Regions from separate parts of the Mus musculus genome. Here regions 2 and 3 are each linked to region 1. Evidence: chromatin contacts called from public HiChIP or PLAC-seq and promoter capture Hi-C data. All regions are on one chromosome and are shown on one strand. Each heading gives the region's core, a stretch centred on a gene start, on an enhancer-like site or on the middle of the called end of the contact. The rest is flanking DNA. Distances are from core to core; before and after follow the strand shown. Region 1 holds the start of Apela (apelin receptor early endogenous ligand). Region 2 holds the start of Naf1 (nuclear assembly factor 1 ribonucleoprotein). Region 3 holds the start of Npy5r (neuropeptide Y receptor Y5).

Region 1 (3,948 bases), core at 734-3,233:
CTTTAAAATTCTTTTATTGATCAGGCTAAGAATTCATGAAAGGGAACCCCAGTTTCTCCAGAAAGAACAGGGTCTCTCTATAATCTAAGCTGGCCTGGAACTCCCTATATAGTCCAGAATGGCTTCAAACTCATCAATAACAGCCTGGACTCTGTCTCCTAGGTGTTGGGCCACCACACATGAGAATTTCCCTTAAATCAACACTTGCTGTTTAGCTAAGGCCATTATTTCAACTATAAAAGACTATACTAGGGCTTAAAATACAGCTTGGTCGTTAAGAGTACTTACTACTCTTCCTGACGGTATGAACTGTGTTCTCTGTACCAGTGTCAGGGGATCCAACGCCCTCTTCTTACCTCCTTGGACAGACACACACACACACACATACACACAGTTCTTTGTTTTTGTTTTTGGTGGGGTTTTTTGGTGTTTGTTTCTTGTTTTGAGACAGCATTTCTCTGTGTAGACTTGGCTGTCCTGGAACTTGCTCTGCAGACCAAGCTGGCCTCAGATTCTCAGATTAACCTGCCTCTGCCTCCTGAATACTGGGATTAAAGGTGTGTGCTACCACATCTGGCTTATACCTTAAAATTTCTTTTAAAAACAAACAAAAAGCCCAACAACAATAACTATAAAACAGGTCTGGAGAAATGGCTCAGCAGTTAAGAGCAGGTGCTGCTCTGTCAGGGGACCTGAGTTCATTCCAGCACACACACAGGGGCTCACTACTGCCTGTAACTACAGCTCAGGGGACCTGATGTCCTCTTCTGGACTCTGTGGGCACTGCATACGCACGGTGCTCAGACATACATGCAGGTAAATAAATAAATAAATAAATAAAATCTATCTATCTATCTATCTATCTATCTATCTATCTTCTATCATCTATTTTTGAGATAGGGTTACTCTCTTATATAGCCTTGGCTGTACCAGTACTTGCTATGTAGACCAGGCTGTCCTGGAACTCACAGAGATATGCCTGCCTATGTCTTTTGAGTGCTGGGATTAAAGATAGGTGCCACCACATTTAATAATTAAATAATTAAAAAAAATTTTTTTAAGAATTTTTTAAAGTTCTGTATAATCTGGAATAGCTAGGCAGATATGGAATTGTACAGACTAATTTGTAAAATCAAAATAATTTTTGCATTTCAAACCTTAAGAAGCCCAAGATTGTGTGTGACCACCACCTGACTTTAAAGATGCCAAAATGGAACAAAATTCCTGACAATTCACAACCGCTTACATGTGCTTGGGTCTACTTATCTGTCAGAGTATAGCTACATAGCCTTCTTCATTAGAATAATTACAATACTTCTCAGATCCAACAGTCTTGTATTACAGGTAAGAAAGCCCTCAGACAGGAGATGCGGGTGGATGTGCAAGACAAAAACTAGACTCCTTTTGTTTCTTCTGACTGTTTAGAAACCAGCTACAACATTCTTTCTCCATCTGCAATCTGGTCTCCGTGCCGGTGACGTTTACCTGACACGCCACCACTTACAAGTTTACAGCAGAGCATTTTATGTCTGTGGCTTGCCTGAACTCCCTTTGAAAAACTCTTGAATGTTTGCAGATGAAAATGACCTTCATCACTTCTTAAATTGCACTTAAATGAAAAGATAAACATTTCACAGATTTACTTCTGAACCTTCTAAACTCCAGGAATCTCTGATGGTGGGAACCCACACACATTAAGCCATTTGGAGATTTAATATAAATAGGCGCTACTTTGTAGTAACTCTGGCAAAGAGGAAGCGCTCCAACCCAGAGTCCATACAAAGCATTTGGGAATCCCTCAGTTAGAGCTCTAGCATTCCTTCTGCAAGAGGACACAAGGGAGACTTCCCGTCCTCTCCACTGCTTCCTGCATGTGGGATCAATATGGGCAATGCAAAGCTTAAACAGATTGCAATGGAGGGGAGCGGAGGCAGGCAATGCTTCGTTTTGCATAGTTCTTCGTAAACAGATTGAATTGGAGTGACTCTCCTTGGAGCTTTGCAGAGACTTCCCGCTTAAGTTACTGCGTGCCTGAATGGTCCATTTCACCAATATTTGCTTATGGAAATAAGGGGGAGTGGCAGGGAGCCGCGGAGAGGGATGGAGGAGGGGCTTGAGGCTTGGGAGCTCTGGAGTACCAGTAACCTTGTCTGATGTGATCATTAACCTTTTCAGGAAAAGGCAGCTGGCAGCCCTCTGAGTTCTGGCCATAGGATGTGGGGTGAGCCGGACAGATACTGCGATTTACAGACGATTTCTCTACTTGAAGAGCTATTGTTCACTTGCGTGTAAGAAAAAAGAAAAACAAAAGGAAAGAAAAAGAAGAAAAGAAAAAAGAGAAAGAAAAGAAAAGATGCGATTCCAGCCCCTTTTTTGGGTATTTTTTATTTTTGCCATGAGTCTCCTTTTTATCAGTGAACAGAAACCAGGTAGGTTTTTGAAATAACTGGCTAGGGTAACTTGTTTGTTTGCCTGTTTGTGCTTCTGGGTCTCTAAATGTGCTTATGCTGAGAACTATTTGGGTATACTTACAGTTAATAGGACTGAGGAAAATATATAGGATTTCTGAAGTACATTTAGCAATCTCATTGTGGGATACTATTTGGACATTTTAAAATATTGTTATGTATTTTACAATTATTTTTCCAAGAAAATAATTCTCAAAACTATTATCCATACAAGTAAATAGATGGGAGAATGTTGGTCTACTAATAAACCTAGATTTTTTTTTAGGTAACATGCAAAATCTAAGCAGATTATCAAGAGAGCATGCATGTTGCTGATTGGAGGAGGGCATTGTAAGTTGAGGTAGCCAAAATCATGATGTAACAATGTAAAATGATAAAACTGGCCCACTGACTGCCTGCCATCTCTGGTTATTTAATTACACAAGACAAGGTTTTGTTTATTTGTTTGTTTATTACTGTTTGGTTTTTTTATCATTATGACGTTTAAGGCAAAACTGTAAAAGGTATGTTGTCAGCGTTAAGTTTTCTGACACATAAAGTTGAAGGGTCAAGTTTCAACCAAAAGATGACAATAGTCATTATCCAAGGGTGTCAGTACAGACGTGATAAAATGTTCCTTTAGTTAGACGGAAGATGGAGTGTCTTGGCTGAAAAGTCAGCCGCTGCTTTTAATTAGGACTTTGATTGCTCTGAGGTTATTCAAATCATTCTTTTTACATACATAAGGGGAAAAAAAGTTACAAGGTCCTTCTTTACTGCCTATAGTAATCGCTACTCAATCCAAAAAATAAAATTCGGATCTCTAGTTTTCTAAAATATAGAGTATCCTGGACGGTGTTCTTGTAAAACAACTTACATTAATTCCTTAAAGAAGTGTGAGAATTGGGTGTAAGAAATATGTCCAGAAGGCTGCCACGGCCGAGGTCTTACTGCCAACACGGGCAGAAGGAATGTACCTGCGTGTCTGTGTAGCCAAGTGATTTGTTTACCGCTTAATCTCGGATGAAGGGATAACAAACGACCTCAGAACGGTTTTGCTGTGCAGATGCTGCCCCTTTCTCCTTTTTAAAACTGACCTTATTTCTCCTTTCTTCAGTTAACTTTCCCAGGAGAAGAAAACTATACAGACACAACTGCTTTCGCAGGAGATGCATTCCACTTCATTCTCGAGTGCCCTTCCCATGAGGTATTCCTGTCCCCGCGCCCCCGCCCCGCCCCGCCCCCGCCCCCCCCCCCGCGCCTTCCCCCTCCCCTTTTGCCCCCGCCCTCCCGCCTCCCCCCTGCGCCCTCGCCCTCGAGCTTCCCCCACCAACTCCCCCTGACCCAACTCAGCTACACACAGGTAGCCCTAGTTTGTGACGGTATCATGACTTACAGTGATGTAAAAGTGTAAGAGTTGCACGCATCACGCCTGGAAGAGTGAAAGGAAGAAGAGGAGATAGATAATGTGAAGATACCGATGGCTGTTGAGTCCGGATGA
Region 2 (3,948 bases), core at 1,027-3,526, 1.8 Mb before region 1:
CCCTGGCTCCTAGAGGGAGGAGAAGGGCCTAGAAGAATCAGGAAACTAGTGAAACTCACAAGGCCCTAACCTGAAGTTCTAAAAGCAGTAAACTGCTGGGCAGACTGCTGGTAGAGCTGCCACCACAGCAAGGAGCTCCACTGATACTACTTTTCTGTCACCCAAGCTACGTGGGCTTGCCCATGATACAGCTACCTTTGAGTCACCCATGCTCTTGAATAGAAGCACAATATGTGCATTGCTCATGGAGCTAGGCTTGGGTGCACAAACTGGAATGAAGAGATGTCTGTTCACATCTCCCCAGAAAAAGTCACACAGCGATTATCAAACACTTGAAATGAATGGTTCTATTAACAAAACATTATCTACCTAGCACACAGGTAGTATCCTCTGCCACACGGGTCACAAGTCAATTCCCAATACTACTGACTGTATCCCATGCTTCCTTTCCAACTCTGGCTCCTGATCGACCCCCTGTATCTGTTCCCCAATAGTGCAGGCTCTGCTTACAAGATGACTACCATCTTAGAACTGCCAAAAAACCAAGCTGTTCATAATTGGCTTAGCTCCCTCCACCAATCTCTTCACACCTTCTCCTTTTTGTAGAAACCATTCTCCCTTGCCTCTCTCAGTGGTTTCCTAAAAGTGTTCCATCTCCCGAAACCCCCTCACCCCATGCTTACTCAAACATTTGTAGTTTGATAGCCTTCTATGTTCTGGGCCTTCTTCCACAAATGAACAACACACAGAGGAAATGTCTGTGTAAAGCACAGAGCCCCAAATACCAAGAAACTGGTTTGCAAATTTCATAGAACCCAGCTCCCTATGAAGAGTCTACAGAATACCATTAACTGTCAAGAAGCAACTTGTAGAGAACAGTAGTGGATGGTTGTACAACCCTGCACTTGGGAGGGTGGAGACAGGAGGACCAAGGAGTTCAACGTCAGCCTCCCAGGCTACAGACCAGTCTGGGCTACACCAGATCCTCGCTGGAAAGGGGGGCAATGAAGTTTGAAACATAAGGTAATCCTGTTCCTGACCCTTAACTCCTGAGGTCTCAAAAAAGTAGTCTCGACGAAAAACGTAGCAATTCTGAACTGAAACAAGAGTCAGAATTTCTAACCCCAATGCACATGTTAAACTGAGTTCCTATGGTAATAACATAGCAGAGTAATTTTACAAATAATCTACCAACGTCGAGGCTTCTACACTGCAAACATGTGACTAACTTCACGTGTAACTTTGGGGACTATCACGTTTGGAAAGGAAGCGGGAACTCCTAGAAGTAGCTGGGACCATGGGAAGCACTCCGGCGAGCCCGGGGTCCCAGCTCCCAGAGAGCACGTGGCACGGAGCTCGGCTGCGCCGCCCCGCAGAGCACGCCCGCGCGCCCCGCTCCCCAGGCCCCGTGTCCCCGGCCCCCCTCCGGCCTCTCGTGCACTCGACCTGTCCGAATCCGAGTCCGAGGAGTCCGAGGCCTGCAGCACTGGCGGCGGCTCCGCGGCGTTCCGGCCGGTGACCCAGGCCCCGCCCGGCGGCGGTGGTCTTCCGCCCGCATCCCAGTTCAGGGCTGGCAGCGGCGGAGTCGGTCTTCCGCCGGGATCCGAGTTCGGGGCTGGCGGCGGTGGTGGTCTTCCGCCCGCATCCCAGTTCGGGGCTGGCGGCGGCGGTGGTCTTCCGCCGGGATCCGAGCTCGGGGCTGGCGGCGGCGGTGGTCTTCCGCCGGGATCCGAGTTCGGGGCTGGCAGCGGCGGTGGTCTTCCGCCGGGATCCGAGCTCGGGGCTGGCAGCGGCGGTGGTCTTCCGCCGGGATCCGAGTTCGGGGCTGGCAGCGGCGGTGGTCTTCCGCCGGGATCCGAGCTCGGGGCTGGCAGCGGCGGTGGTCTTCCGCCGGGATCCGAGTTCGGGGCTGGCAGCGGCGGTGGTCTTCCGCCGGGATCCGAGCTCGGGGCTGGCAGCGGCGGTGGTCTTCCGCCGGGATCCGAGCTCGGGGCTGGCGGCGGCGGCTGCACCCCCGGCGGCGGGGCCTCCCGGCGATCCTCAGGTGGCTGCGGTGCTGCCGACCCCTGGCCGGAGCCGCCGAACTTGAGCGTCTGCAGCTGCGCGGCGGCCTCCACCACCTCCATGGCGCCGCCCGGGCCGCAGAGCAGCGCGAGGGTCTCCTCAGAAGCCAAGCTAGCCAACTCGGCCACGCTGAAGCCCGCGCGTTTCTCAGGTAACCGCACGCGGACCGACCTGAGGACACGCCCCCGGCATCATTCACGGGACTTCCGGGAGGGCCGGTGACGTCATGAACGAGACGCCGGTTCCCAGGGGCTGAAGGATTCCAACTATGGAGGAAACTTGGCTTCCGCGCGGTCCTAAGTCCGCCAAGTTCACTGCTTCTGGTGAACTGTGCTGCTCACTAAAGCGAGGGCTTCCAGGCGTGGTGGGAATGAATGAGGATTATAGTACTAGTTTCTGTACTTGAGAATCTTGAGTCAGAACGTCTTCAAAAGACGCTTTTAGTAATTTATCTTGAAAGTTAAATGAAAATAAAACCACATTTACATTCTCACCGTGAGAGAAAAAACAATACTTTTCTTTCTCCAGTATATTGAAAAGACAAGAGTTGTAAAGGATTTTACTGATAATGTTATGGCAGGGCTATATCATAGTTGATGCTGCTTCATAGGAAGTGTGGGGTGACTCTAAAATGTAGCATTTTAATCTGGAGATCTTTTCGTCAGATTGTAAGGCACTCAAGCACCAAGTTCTTAAGACTTGGGGAGTTATCGCCAGGTGTTGGTGCATGCTTTTATTCCCAGCACTCAGGAGGCAGAGGTAGGTGGATCTCTGTGATTTTGATGCCAGCCTGGTCTACTGAGCTAGTTCCAGGACAGGCCAAGACTACAAAAGAAGATTTAGGAAAAGATCAAACTTTTCTGGTTTTCTGGGTCTTCAATTTGATGCATCAATGTCTCACCTAATAATATTGCAACAACTTAGTAGGCATACATATTCATGAAGGACTATGTAAAATTTTATATGTTATTTACTGACAATTGATTGTAGGAGCTCCATAGAAGACTCTCAGTTAAAGTAAAAGAAGAAGCAATCCAGGCATTCCTGCACATTACAATGCTTACAATCCAATGTGAGTTTTAAAAGCAAAGGTGAATCCTTGGCAGAGAATTGAAGTATAGAATAGACTGTTCAAAGGCACAACAATGGAAAGTTAAAATTGGTGGGCTGTGTCCTGGAAACCCTTCCAGATGAAATAGAAATCCAAGACGGTAGGTACTAAGGCAATATTTCCCAAGTAAATACTCATATCCTAAAACCCCAATTCTATCATTTTTCTTGAAATATGCAACCGGGTGTAACTAAATCTTACTTACCTGTAGAATACAGACAAAAATACTATCTCATTTAGTTTATAGAACATTAAATAAGATGGTATAGAGAAGCAAGACTTGTCTAGCATGCATTCATTGTACAGATACCCCTGCAAAGTGAACCAAAGCATGGATTTATGAATAATATGTATCATTGATAATGACTGATATGTAGAGATACACAGCTGAATTTTAGAAGAGACAACATGTTATTTAGAATATTTCTGTGGGCAGCAAAATGTTATATTTTTTTCAGAAATTAGATGATTGCAGTCTAAACTAGGGGTTAAGTCAATGAGGTAGAATAAATGACAATTCAAAATCTTAAGACCTTAACAAGGTACTAGAAAATTTGTGACCTAGGAAAGAACAAAGAAGTTGATGTTATCTATTGTACTTGCTGGTTTTGTGTCAACTTGACACAAGCTGGAGTTATCTCAGAGAAAGGAGGAAATGCCTTCATGGGATCCAGTTTTAAGGCATTTTCTCAATTAGTGATACAGGGGGGAGGACACCTCGTAGGTGGTGCCATGCCTGGGCTGGTAGTAATCTTAGGTTCTATAAGAAAGCA
Region 3 (3,948 bases), core at 497-2,996, 1.7 Mb before region 1:
ACTTTACCGCTGACCTTTCCTTTTGGGGCTTGTGTGTTTAGGGAGGAAATGAAAACAGGCAAGTTCAGAATCATCTCAGTGCCATATGAGCCATTCTTTTCAACATAGCGCTAAGAGCAAATGTGTGGAAAAGGAAAAAACTTGTATTTTTGACATGGGATAGACAAGAGTATGTAGCACAGCTATATTTTTGGGAAGACATCCACCACGGGTGTCTCTAAGAAGCTGTTTGAAAACTCACTGTGCATTTGGAAGGGTGTGTGTCAGACTGCAAGGGACAGGAGAATAAATACCCACCTGGCAACATATAGTGTGTGAACTGCACAATAGCTGACATTAAGAAAGCCTAAGATGGGCCAGGTGTGGTGGTGCACACCTTTAATCCCAGCACTTGGGAGGCAGAGGCAAGAGGATTTCTGAGTTTGAGGCCAGCCTGGTCTACAAAGTGAGTTCCAGGACAGCTAGGGCTATGCAGAGAAACCCTGTCTTGAAAAACCCAAACCAAACCAAACCAAAAAAAGAAAGCCTAGGACCAATCCCTTGTTTGCTAAGCTTTTGTTTATTAAAAGCCAGTCTCCTCTCTTCCCTCACTGCAGGATCCCAGGACCCTGCACAGGTACCTTCTGTGTTCAAATATTGGGACAAATATAGTGATTCTGAAATGAAGCCCAGTAGAATCAGATGATATTTTCTTGAAGCCCTTTTGAAGTTCTTGGATTCCTTGGGCTGAGGGAACGGCATACACTACAGTTTCCTTGAGTACTGACTGCTAAATTAGCAGAAACAGGCAAATATCTTCTGACCTTTGAGACACAGCAAGTGCTGCCCCAGGGGCATGGGATAAAAGTCAAGGGACCAAAGTCCTCTTCAGTCGACACAGTGCCTTGGGGTTACAGTTCAGGCAATGCTAAGCACTGTAATCGTGATGGTGTAGGAAATACACTGTTGTTATGGCAGGCCAACCGAGGATTGGCCAAATACTGTGACAATCTTGCACAAAAGGATACAGATCTGTCAATCTTAAAAATGAAAATCAAGCTTTGGTGCAACAGGACAGGGTTTTATTTGTTTCTATTTGTTCATTTCCTTAGGTTGTCTTTATGTTTTTGAAAGATGACAAAACACCGCTGCCCCCTGCCCCCTCCCATACACACTCACGCGTTTTGATACGGAAAGCTTCCAAGAAGGGCTGACTCCATTTCACCCCCACTTCCCAGCTCCCTCTGCTCCATGTCCCTCGCTCACACCCACACACTACTACCCCTTAGAGTAGGAGTTGATCCTATTGTCTATTTTGCACGCTTCATCACAGCCTGTTCCCTGCAGGTTTAGGTCAATTTCTCACCCAGACTTCTTTATGTTAGAAAGGCAAGAAGATGTTCTGTTTGGGATTTTGTGATATTTTCCCCCCTCTCATAAAGAAAACATGGACCTTGAAGGTTTTTCTCACAAAAGCTATCGGAAAAAAACGCCTACTCTCATAGAAGCCACTATGGGGTTGAGGATAGGAAAGACAACCATCCGTGGGACCCCTAAGTTAACTCCTGCAACTAGAGAACAGGGTAGTGGGGATGCATCCTGTAGCCCTAGAGCGGCTGCCCGGGGCCTCCAAACAGACACACGGGCACCGGGATGTACCTAAATTGGACTATGGAGGCCAGGAACAGGCGATCTTGAGCCGGGTGTCCGGGGTCTCAGGGACTGTCACGTGTTCCCGAGGCTCTTCTAAAACCCTGGCGGCTCCGGGGCCCCTCCTTCCCACCGCCGCCTCCAGGTCCTGCTCCTGCTGCCACCGCTTCCATCTCAAGCAGAAGCGACCGCACTCAGCCGCGTACCCCGGAGTCCAGGCACCCGCAGCGGCCAGGGCATCCCGAGGTACCCACTCCAGGCCTCGCCTGCCCCTACGAGAAGCCCACGTCCCTATCCTGGGTTCTGGAGCATCTTGTGGTTTCCAAGAGGGTGGGTTGCGGACCGGGAGGCAGCCTGATTGAGAAAGGGGATGGAGGTGGAGAAACCGCAGTTGTCAGGCGGCGGGAAGGGAGAGCGGGGGAAACGGTTGCAGTTGAATCCTTCCTAGTCTGGCAGGTCCCTCTGGTGCCAAACTCACAGAGGAGCAGGTTCTTGCCAGACCCTATCAGATTGTCCCGGGAGGGTCCCTAGTATGGGAAGGAGGGATGGACGAAGCTCAGTCCCCGCTTTGGCTTAGGGGAACGCGGGGTACAGCTCGGTGGGCGTCTGAGGTAAGGGAACCACAACCCACGGGGTGCCCACTCAGGTTGTCAGCCCTAGCTGAGCTCTGGCTATGTCCAGGATGCGGCGATTCAGCTGCCTTCATGTCCCACAGCTGGCCACACACAGGGAGACAGCTGTGCACTTGGGTTTGCAAGGTGGCTTGTAAGTCAACTGCTAGCAGGAAATAGCCATCCACACACCTGAGTTCCAAGGGGGTAAAAAGGAATTCTTATCTGTAAGTTTACAGACCTATAGTACAGCTATTCAAAGAACATACTGTTAGATGGAAGCCAAAAGAAGAAAAAGAAAAAGAAAATGAAGGTTTGATGTAAGCTTGTGCCCAAGACTGGGTGCATTTCAAATTCCAGATGTCTCAAGAAGAGGGAGGGAGAGAGAGAGAGAGAGAGAGAGAGAGAGAGAGAGAGAGAGAGAGAGAGAGAGAGAGAGAGAGAGAGAGAGGAGAGAGAGAGACCTGCTGTTAAGAATCTAGAATAAGGAGAAGGGTGGTGGGTACTGCATGCTCGGTAGCTGAAGAGTACTGTGCTTATTTGTCCAGGGCCATCTTTTGCAGAATTTTGCCTTGCAGAACAACACACACTACGTGGAGTCATGGAATTGTGCCATCGCTGCAAAGCCACAGCAAACAGGCAGAACTACATGTATCCGATTCTTCTGCATGGTTGGCATCTTTTGCGAGAATGATACATATTTTTATTAAGCAGGGAATTAACCTAAGAGTGAAACCTTATTTAAGTGCAAAGACCCGTCTCTCTCTAAGCTTGGCTCACTGTCCTTTCTCCCCTTAGTCAAAGAAAGAACTTAACTCAGCTCCGCTCTCAAAAGCTTTAAAGTTTATTCAGACTTCACTTGTCTTGGCGTTCCATACAGACCAATTTATAAGAAAATTACAGGAAATCCTCACAATGAACGCGCGCGCATGCGCACGAGCACACACACACACAGTACACACACACACACACAGTACACACACACACAGTACACACACACACACAGTACACACACACACACACACACAGTACACACACACACACACAGTACACACACACACACACACACACACACACACACACACACACACACACACACACACAGTGTTCCTTGGGAACATTCCAGCATGCCAGGTGGAACTTGTGACCGTGAGAAAGGTTGCCATGTAAGAAAGAGAAGAGGGTAGAAATGAAGAACTCATGTGGCTTGCAACATTCTGCAATAATCAATATTCCTTTATGTAATTGTCAAAGCACCCCCTCCTTCACACCTTCGAAAGTTATCTAGGGTGAATTAACAGTCTCTTATGGCATTGTTTTCATCGTCTATGAAGTATTTGTGCTGTATCAAACTCGTGGGAGTTGGTTATTGCAGTGATGGGAAGCAGATCACTGCGTAGACTGAGGGTTCTGTGACTCATTTGCTTGTTTCAAAAAGAGGAAAAAGTGAAGGGGCAAATGTAAGCAGGGCAATCTTTTGCTTTGTTGTTTATCTCCTTATTTTGATTTCCAGTGGCTCCTCTACTTCACATTTTCAACTGGAAACCAGATGATTTATATCTATCTTGTTGGGCAAAACTGCTTCCTAGTGGTTAAACCGTCCTGTAACTGTAAGGAGGCCGTTTTAAAGAAAGCAATTGATGTGTCCTCCCACACATATTGAAGTGTCTATAATTTGGTGGTGAGAAGTCTTCAAGGGAGCTAAGGT

What was found. Promoter capture Hi-C pulls out the DNA fragments that hold promoters and counts their contacts. HiChIP or PLAC-seq counts read pairs in DNA pulled down with a chosen protein or histone mark.
Region 2: a contact with region 1 is called in an H3K27ac HiChIP or PLAC-seq map of embryonic stem cells, with 3 times the contacts expected there. The contact joins the promoter of Naf1 here to the promoter of Apela in region 1. A contact is called at or near these places in 1 of 39 promoter capture datasets (hippocampal neurons) and 5 of 115 datasets of contacts at active chromatin or transcription factors (astrocytes, embryonic forebrain, embryonic stem cells and 1 more).
Region 3: a contact with region 1 is called in a promoter capture Hi-C map of hippocampal neurons, with 4 times the contacts expected there. The contact joins the promoter of Npy5r here to the promoter of Apela in region 1. A contact is called at or near these places in 3 of 39 promoter capture datasets (hippocampal neurons, liver and pre-B cells) and 1 of 115 datasets of contacts at active chromatin or transcription factors (pancreatic cancer cells).

What each region holds. Positions count from the first base shown.
Region 1 is chr8:65,035,371-65,039,318 of GRCm38.p6, reverse strand. It overlaps Apela (apelin receptor early endogenous ligand), which reads left to right and starts at 1,983. Exons shown (of 4, transcript NM_001297554.1): 1 at 1,983-2,038; 2 at 2,176-2,429; 3 at 3,565-3,654. The coding sequence starts at 2,354. The coding sequence ends at 3,653.
Region 2 is chr8:66,858,545-66,862,492 of GRCm38.p6, reverse strand. Naf1 (nuclear assembly factor 1 ribonucleoprotein) reads right to left here and starts at 2,276. Exons shown (of 8, transcript NM_001163564.1): 1 at 1,447-2,276. The coding sequence starts at 2,126.
Region 3 is chr8:66,685,892-66,689,839 of GRCm38.p6, reverse strand. It overlaps Npy5r (neuropeptide Y receptor Y5), which reads left to right and starts at 1,746. Exons shown (of 2, transcript NM_001358958.1): 1 at 1,746-1,959.